2 separate regions of the Danio rerio genome follow, and region 2 is linked to region 1. The links are chromatin contacts, called in public HiChIP or PLAC-seq maps. All regions are on one chromosome and are shown on one strand. Each heading gives the region's core, a stretch centred on a gene start, on an enhancer-like site or on the middle of the called end of the contact. The rest is flanking DNA. Distances are from core to core; before and after follow the strand shown.

What was found. HiChIP or PLAC-seq counts read pairs in DNA pulled down with a chosen protein or histone mark.
Region 2: a contact with region 1 is called in an H3K4me3 HiChIP or PLAC-seq map of embryo, with 8 times the contacts expected there. The contact joins the promoter of shisa3 here to the promoter of slc30a9 in region 1. A contact is called at or near these places in 1 of 18 Hi-C or Micro-C datasets (embryo) and 1 of 4 datasets of contacts at active chromatin or transcription factors (embryo).

What each region holds. Positions count from the first base shown.
Region 1 is chr14:49,411,602-49,415,941 of GRCz12tu, reverse strand. It overlaps slc30a9 (solute carrier family 30 member 9), which reads right to left and starts at 2,046. Exons shown (of 19, transcript NM_001008575.1): 1 at 1,948-2,046; 2 at 618-766; 3 at 321-512. The coding sequence starts at 726. It overlaps zgc:195212, which reads right to left. Exons shown (of 12, transcript NM_001135145.1): 10 at 4,291-4,340; 11 at 3,512-3,738; 12 at 2,974-3,035. The coding sequence ends at 2,985.
Region 2 is chr14:49,825,283-49,829,622 of GRCz12tu, reverse strand. shisa3 (shisa family member 3) reads left to right here and starts at 2,382. Exons shown (of 2, transcript NM_001080662.2): 1 at 2,382-3,024. The coding sequence starts at 2,751.

The DNA of each region.
Region 1 (4,340 bases), core at 797-3,296:
ACGATGGCATCGTCTATTGGCCCAACCCTATTGGTATTAATACGGGCTTTGCTCTCTCGCACTCTCTCTCCTAATCAGAAGGGAGATGAATAATGAATAATAATATTAATATTTTAACATTCTTGTTTTTTATAAGAAAATAAGATGAGATTGCACTAATTTAGTTTTTTTTTTAATGTAATCTTTTACTTAATTTGCATACTTTCTTAAATTTGTTCTCCACAGTACCGAAAATGGTATTAAATATCGATCTTTTTCAATGAAATTCCCCTACTGTGACAACACTAATGCAAAGTCAATGTGAATAAAGGCATTATCACCAGCTCCTTTTGCAGCAGGTTGTGCAGCTTGTGCTTTCTCAGTAGTCTTTGGTTCTTCGGGTCTGGTTGGAGATCCATCTTTACCACTTCCTGATGTTGAGCAATTCTGGACCTGTGTCCATGTTAAGGAAGTGACCCTGAAATCCGGAAAGCTAAACCAGAGTTTGTGCACACCTCCTCTACTTTGCCAACCTATTAAGAATCAGAGAATCATTTGTGCATCTGGTTTAGAAGTATTGAATTAAAATAAACTTTTTTCACACGACAGATGGAAATCATAGTGCGTGAAGTGCTTACCAAAACAGGGCTTTGAAATTTTGGAGGATCTCTGAGACAGAGGGGCTCGTTGTTGCAGGTAGACCCGGCAGAGGACTTGCCATGGTCTGTGGGCCAGACAGGGGAACATCCTCTCTGTGTCAAGTCCAGGAGACACACACTGAATTCTGCTGGACATTTACAATATACTGTATTAGGAAAATCAGACTGCACTGAAGCTTATTACAGGAGTCACGTTAACTGGTCATGTGACTGTCCACACTGTCGGCTGACTAATCACATTTCTTCCAAGTACAAAAATACATCTACTCTGCAGAAATAAGCCACAATTTAACTTCAATCAATCGTTACATTGTTCTATCAATCCATCATTCTATCTATCTATGAATCAATGTAACATTTTTTTCTTTCTGTCTGTCTGTCTAATTTATTCATCCTATCTGTTTATCCATCCTTCCATCTAAATACCAATGTAACAATTAATCATATCTATCTACCATCTATGAATGACTGTAACAATTTATTCTTTCTATCTATCTATCTATCTATCTATCTATCTATCTATCTATCTATCTATCTATCTATCAATTCATTCATCCTATCTATCCATCCATCCATCGTTACTTGGTAAATAATTTGGTTAGATCTGTCTGTCTGCCTCTGTCATTCTTCTATCTATCTATGTATTCTATCTATTCATTTATCCTATCTATCCATCTTTAGTTGGTTGATAAATAGCAAACTATTTGGTTAGATACTGTATGTATGTCTGTTTTTCTGTCTCTGTCATTATCTATCTATCTATCTATCTATCTATCTATCTATCTATCTATCTATCTATCTATCTATCTATCTATCTATCTATCTATCCTAAATATTCATAAATGCATCCATAACATCATATTGGTCAGCTAATAAGCAAACTAAGAAAATATCTCTGTACAGTAAAATAATCATAATAACATCAAATTTCATCTCAATTAATGTATTTATTACGACAACAGGCAAACCCAGTTTTGACAGTATGAACACTTGTTTGTTTTTTAGACCATGATAAGCTTAGAATTAGCATTCAATGGTCATTATAAGGCTTTAAATCCCTCCACTTCGTCCCAGGACCAGACAGGATGTGTCTAAACGAGGGACTGCTTTATTTTCAATTTACAATCAGATTAAGCGAAAACTGCCGCTCCGTAAACAACACACTGCTAACTGTGTCTGACTGCAGCCGGTGTCTTTCAGTTAGCCTAGCCTGACAAGCTACAGCTTAGCAAGATGCTACAGATGAATGAGTATTAACATACACTATATATATGAAGGATGAAATAAATGAAGCTTAGTTATTCTTTACCTTCATGAAGCTCAGTCCATTGTTCACGGGTGGTCGACAGCTAACTCAACAGTCGATATCGAGTAGCACCAACAAAAAGTAGTTTAGATGAACAGCTCGCGAGATTGCGAGTCAACGAACGAGAGAGCGTCACCGCGTCTGCAGACACGCTAAACAGCCTGATAGTGGAGGAGCCCCTCACTGGAGATGCTCAGGATTTAAAAATAGCTCACGTTCTTAATTTTACAAAAACAAACAAACAACAACAAAAAAATTAATATTAATAATAGATGGTAGTAATAATAATAATAATGAAAGGAAAAAAAAATATGTATCACTATGAATAAAAAAATCCCACATGCGCAAAAACATAATTATAAGCGCGTAGATAAACCTAATTATGCACTAAAATGGTCTCTTGGTGCCAAAAGTAATACCTGTATTGCTTGTACTATACTTTTATCTGTTGTATTTACATAGTAATTGGCTTTTGTTGCTGAAAATATTAAATAAATAAATTAAATTATAAACAAATAAATAATGATTTACATAAAAAAAGATAAACCTATTTTTTTATTTAAAAAAAACGAAATAAAAATTATATTAGTGTAAGTTTTTGTGGATAATTAGAACTAAAACTATTTCTGGTACTTAAAATTAAATAAAAGTCAACTGAAAAATAATTGTAAAGAAAATCTTGATGTCAAGAAGTTATATTTATTTTTATTTTGATTGAATTTGATGTACTAAACTATAACCAAAATAAAGTAAATACAAAAAACTATGTACACATTTACTAAATATATACCAAAAACTTGTATACTGCATATACATAAACATATAACAAAAACATAATAAAAGAAAGACACAAAGACAGCAAAATACAAAATAGAATATTTATAAATAAAATATAAATATTATAATGTTTATTTAATTTGGGATTACTTAGGTTTATTAGTTTACTACTCGTTTATCGGTCTAAAATATGTAAATGGCTTTTATGGTCTTGGGGACACGAACAAAACATTGGAAAAAAAGTCATCTCAAATGCCTTTTCTTTAATCCCATTCAGAAAAGTTTTCCAGCTCTTGAAGCCACTGCTCCTCCACCTTCAAAAACATAAAAAAAAAACAGTTCAGACATGCACACAACACACATATTTTTTGACAGAGCTGGGCTACAGATTAAATGTGCGTTTTACAGCATTTAATATACAGTTGAATTCACAAATATTAGCCCCAGGACTTGGAGTTATAGTGTTCACTTTATTTTTGATCACTATATTTCCTAAAAGATGGTTAAAGATGCAGTATGTAAGTTTGACAACCAGTGGTTTAACTAGATATTGCATTCCTGGATCAAAACAAACGCAAGTGCAGGTTGCCAGATTGAGGACCAAAAAACAAGTCAGACGACAGAGTTATTAAACTATTATGATTAGAAATGTGTTGAAAAAAAACTTCTCTGGTTTTATGCTGATTTCATACTCTAAATCCTTCAATTCTGTTCCATTAAACAAAAATTGGGGAAAAATATACAGGGTGCTAATAATTCTGACTTAAACTGTAGCTATAGATGTATCAACCTGTTCATTTATCAGTTTAACTGAGGGTTTGTCTTCAGTCATTCTGGCTTGTTGAATCTGAGGAAGATGGACAAGAGAAAAGGGACTTTTCTGGAAGTCTGATGTCTCATTTGTGTCTGAATCTTCAGAGAACGGCTCTGTGCATTGCCTCTTCTCAGAGATGAAACTTGAAGATTCAAGATCGCAGTGAATCCTCTTAGAAGACAGTAATGGGGGATTTTCAAATGCTGGAAAACATAAATCAAAACACAATAATCTCAGACAACTATAAATGATGTGTGTGCTGCTTTAATGTCAATAGCTGCCGAAAGACTTGAATTAGGAAGACAAATTTTCATTCATTCATTCATTTTCCCTCGGCTTAGTCTCTAATTTCTCAGAGGTCGCCACAGCGGAATGAACTATTCCAGCAAACGTTTTACGCAGCGGATACCCTTTCAGCTGCAACCCAGTACTGGGACACACATATAGACTCATTCACACCATTGCCAATTTAGTTTATCCACTTCACCTATAACGCATGTCTTTGGACTGTGGGGGAAATCAGAGCACTCGGAGGAAACCCATGCCAACATGGGGAGAACATGCAAACTCCACACATAAATGCCAACTGGCCTAGCTGGGACTCGAACCAGTGACCTTGTGTCTTGCTGTGAGGTGACAGTGTTAACCACTAAGCCACCGTGTCACCCAGTAACTGTAGTATGCTGAATTATTGACACATGAACATTAAATTAATATAATAATATTAACTATTCCTTGAACTAATTAAAACTTACCCTCTTCCAAGATGTCAGGACTCCTTTTTTGAGAGCAAACAGCCTGTGTC
Region 2 (4,340 bases), core at 1,133-3,632, 410 kb before region 1:
GCGGTTGGTGGTTCATTCCGCTGTGGCAACCCCAGATTGCAAGTGAATGAATGAATTTGCTTTTAAAATAACTAACAGAAACATGACTAACTGAAATACAAATGTGATTAAAATATGTAAATAAATACGGCACTAGAATAATTAGTAGCACAAAGTATCAATAAAACTAGAAACCAAATATTTTTCACACAATTTTAAAAGATCTAATTATAATACCAATATTTTTTGGTTCAAACATGGGTCTTTATACACTTGGCCTACCTGACAAAAGTCTTGTCGTTGATCCCAGTTGTAAGAGCAACAAATAATAACTTGACTTCTAGTTGATCATTTGGAAAAGTGGCAGAAGGTATACTTGCATCCCAATCACCACAAATACTGCAGAAGACCTACTGGAACCCACATCAACCCAAGATTCTCACAGAAATAAGTCAAGTTTGGTGAATAAAAAAATTATTGTTTGGAGTTACATTTAGTATGGGGGCGTGCGAGAGATCTGCAAAGTGGATGGCAACATCAACAGCCTGAGGTATCAAGACATTTGTGCTGCCCATTACATTACAAACACCATGAGAAGGCAAATTCTCCAGCAGGATAGTGCTCTTTCTCAAACTTCAGCCACCACATCAAAGCTCCTGAAAGCAAAGAAGATCAAGGTGCTCCATGATTGGCCAGCCCAGTCACCAGATATAAACATTATTGAGCTTGTCTTGAAGAAAATGAAGGAGGAGGCACTGAAGATGAATCTAAATAACCTTGATAAACTCTGGGAGTCCTGCAAGAAGGCTTTCTTTGCTATTCCAGATGACTTTATTAATAAATGATTTGAGTCATTGCAGAGATGTATGGATGCAGTCCTCCAAGCTCATGGGAGTCAGACACAATATTCATTTCTCTTGCACTGCAGCATGACTTTATATTCTATACTGTACATTATTTCTGTTAAGTGACAAGACTTTTGTCTAAGCAAAGTCAGACCTTTCCGCCCTAATGAAATAATTAAAAATCAAGACATGATCGTATTTTATTTTGGTAAAATAAGCGTAATCTAGAGACCTTTGCCTTTTATATAAACCACTTCTGTTACCAAATGATCAATTAGAAGTCAAGATATTATTTGTTGTTTCTAAAACTTGGATAGGCGATAAGACTTTTGTCAGGTACTGTACAATAATTATACAGATGGGGTCTAAAATATTTGTAACTATTTACACTATATTTTTAACATTTTAAACCTGTGAATAAAAAGAGGGACATAATGTTCTCTGAAGAAGAAAACAATAGAAAACACTCGTTCCAGAGGATTTCATATACAATATAATGAACAGACAATAACAGGCGCAGCAAAAGATCACAATGGCCAGAAGAGGGCGACAACATGACAGGAATCCAGAGGCAAACTTTTCTCCAGCTTACCAGACTGACACACTAAATGAAAGCGAAATATACTTTTAAACAATTTGACCTCAATTTATCTACAATTTGTTTTAAACAGCAGTCAACCATAGAAAAAGGCAACTAATATTTATAAATCTAATAAAATAAAATAAAAACATTTTGGGCAAAAAAATAAAATGAGATGCATCTTTAAAATGACTAGGACAAGCTAGAAATTAAGCAACAGTTTATCAGTCTTACTTTTAATGCTGTGATACAAATTAGTCAAATCGATAATGTTATGACTTTACAATGATATGACCACAAAGATTAAAATCAAATCTGACTAACACAAACCTACGCATCGTGCTGTCCATCTCAAGTCCTCTGGGCAGCAGGACGCAGAGACGAGCTCGTGTGTGTGTGTGTGTGTGTGTGTGTGTGTGATTAATTTATCCAAATGTTATGCCATTATCAAATATTCCGAAAAATTAAGATATACAGTATGTTAGATGAAAATTCCACAATGATCCCAACAGCAGCCAAATGTCACCCTGCCACAAACTCAGACTGTGAGCCAATGGACAAACCTAAAGCAAGAGCTTTTCTTATAAAATGTTTTTATAATTACTAGTAATACCATTATCTTTATATTTTAATTTATTATTTTTTAATTTTTTATTTAATTTATTTATTTCATTATTATTGTTGCTTTTAATGTCTTAAACACTTTAAAATCTTTTTCCTGTTATATAAATGCTATTTACTTATATTTATTTACTCTGCATATAATATATATATATATATATGTAATTATTTTACAGATCTATTCTTAATTGTTCTCTTTTTACGTCTTGTATAATTGCTTTGGCAATGCTGTGCAGGTCATGTTAATAAAGGTAATTTGAATAATTGAGAGAGAGAGAGAGAGAGAGAGAGAGAGAAAGAGAGAAAGAGAGAGAGAGAGAGAGAGAGAGAGGCGCGCTTTAGATACTCCGCTTCAGAGCAGACGCGCATCTTCATGCAGTCAGAACAACGACGAGTTAGCGAAGTATTTTCATAACATTTTTGAACTTTTTATTATACCACACTGACATGGATTACATAATCACGAACAGCAGCTTAAAACGACACGGATGATATGCGGATAAAATCATGGAGTTTCTGGAAATGACATTTTGAAGTCGGTATATTTTGCTAGGTGTTCCCTGGTAGCTAGTGGATTTGGACAGCATCTTTGGATTTTTTTTTCGCTGAACGATTTCAATCCTGTGAGCTGATGGAGTATTTTAAATCATCGATAGTTTATTTGAGGCTGGTTTAATTCAAGTTTGTCGGCGAGTTTTAAAAAACTGGAATCGCGTCTCGCCGGTATGGTGCGCCTGCTCAATTGCCTGGTTCTGGGGTATTTGACATGGAATCTGCGAATATCTGAAGCCCGTGGAGAGTACTGTCACGGCTGGCTGGACAGCAGTGGGAATTACCATGAGGGTTTTCAGTGTCCGGAGGATTTCGACACGGCGGACGCGACGGTGTGCTGCGGGAGCTGCTCGCTGCGCTACTGCTGCGCGGCGCCGGACGCGCGCCTCGATCAGGGAACGTGCACGAATGACAGAGAAGTGGAGAACAACACGCAATATGCTGCCCGTAAGACTCCGAGTTAGGAACTATTAAATACATAGACACACTTTACAATAAGATGTCATTAGTTAATGAATTTACCAACATTAACTACAGTTAAAGTCATAATTATTAGCCCTCCTGTGATTTTTCTTTTTCAATAATTTCTAAATTATGTTAAACAGAGCGTTTCACACTATATCCTATACTTTTTTTCCGGAGAAAGTCTAAAAAATTCGATTGTCTGCAGAACAAACCAGTGTTACCCTTACTTGCCCATTTAAGCTAATTAAGCTAGTTAAATTATGACAAAAAAAAGTTTTTTTTATTATTATTATAAGTAATTGCTAACAATTTATATGGGCTAAATTTAAATAAACAAATTAAATTTAGTAATGTTAAACTCAATTTGTTAGTTTCAGCCCATATAAATTTTTTGCAACCACTTACATTAAAAAAATGAAGTAAATCGATGATTTTTTTTCCAGTCTGTATGCTTATGATTCAAAGAACTGACTAAAGTATCTCCTGAAAAATGTTATTCCTGCAAAGTAGTGAAAGATAATTTGTCCATCACTGCAAACTGTTGTAAAGGGTTTGCAAAGAAAAAAAATAATAGAAGAGAGAATAGTACATGTGGAATTATGTTGAGATGGGTTTTTAGTTATGAAAGAAAAAAAAAGAATGTCTTTGAATATACGTTTGTCACTGAACAATTCTAATGTACCTTGATGAATATATGATAATAAAATAAACAGTTTTATGACAAGCTGCTGTAATGACGTCTAGTTGAATAAATTATTTTCAGTTATATGAACCTGACACACCTACCTGGTTTTACTCAATGCATCTCACATCTCAAAATATCAATATAGAATTTGTCATTTCTACAAGTTGCCAGATATTCTTCCTTTCCTTATCAGAAATGTAACATGTATTGTCAGTTTATATTTTACCACAGAACTTTGAAATTTACTGGTGAATTAAAAAACAAAACAAATACAAAACTAAAACCAACTGATAATAACTGAGAGCATTTAAAGACTGACACATAGTAAACCCTGAGATAATTAATTAAACTAATTAAAACGTAATTTTGACAACAGTCACACTTAATACACCGTAAAAAGCGAGGCGTTAATTACATTAGTGCATTATTGCATTATTATGCATTATTACATTTGAACAAAAACTTTGTCAGAATTTGCTAGTATATGAATGTTCGCATTATATATATATATATATATATATATATATATATATATATATATATATATATATAAATATATATATATATATATTTATATATATATATAATGCGAACATTCATATACTAGCAAATT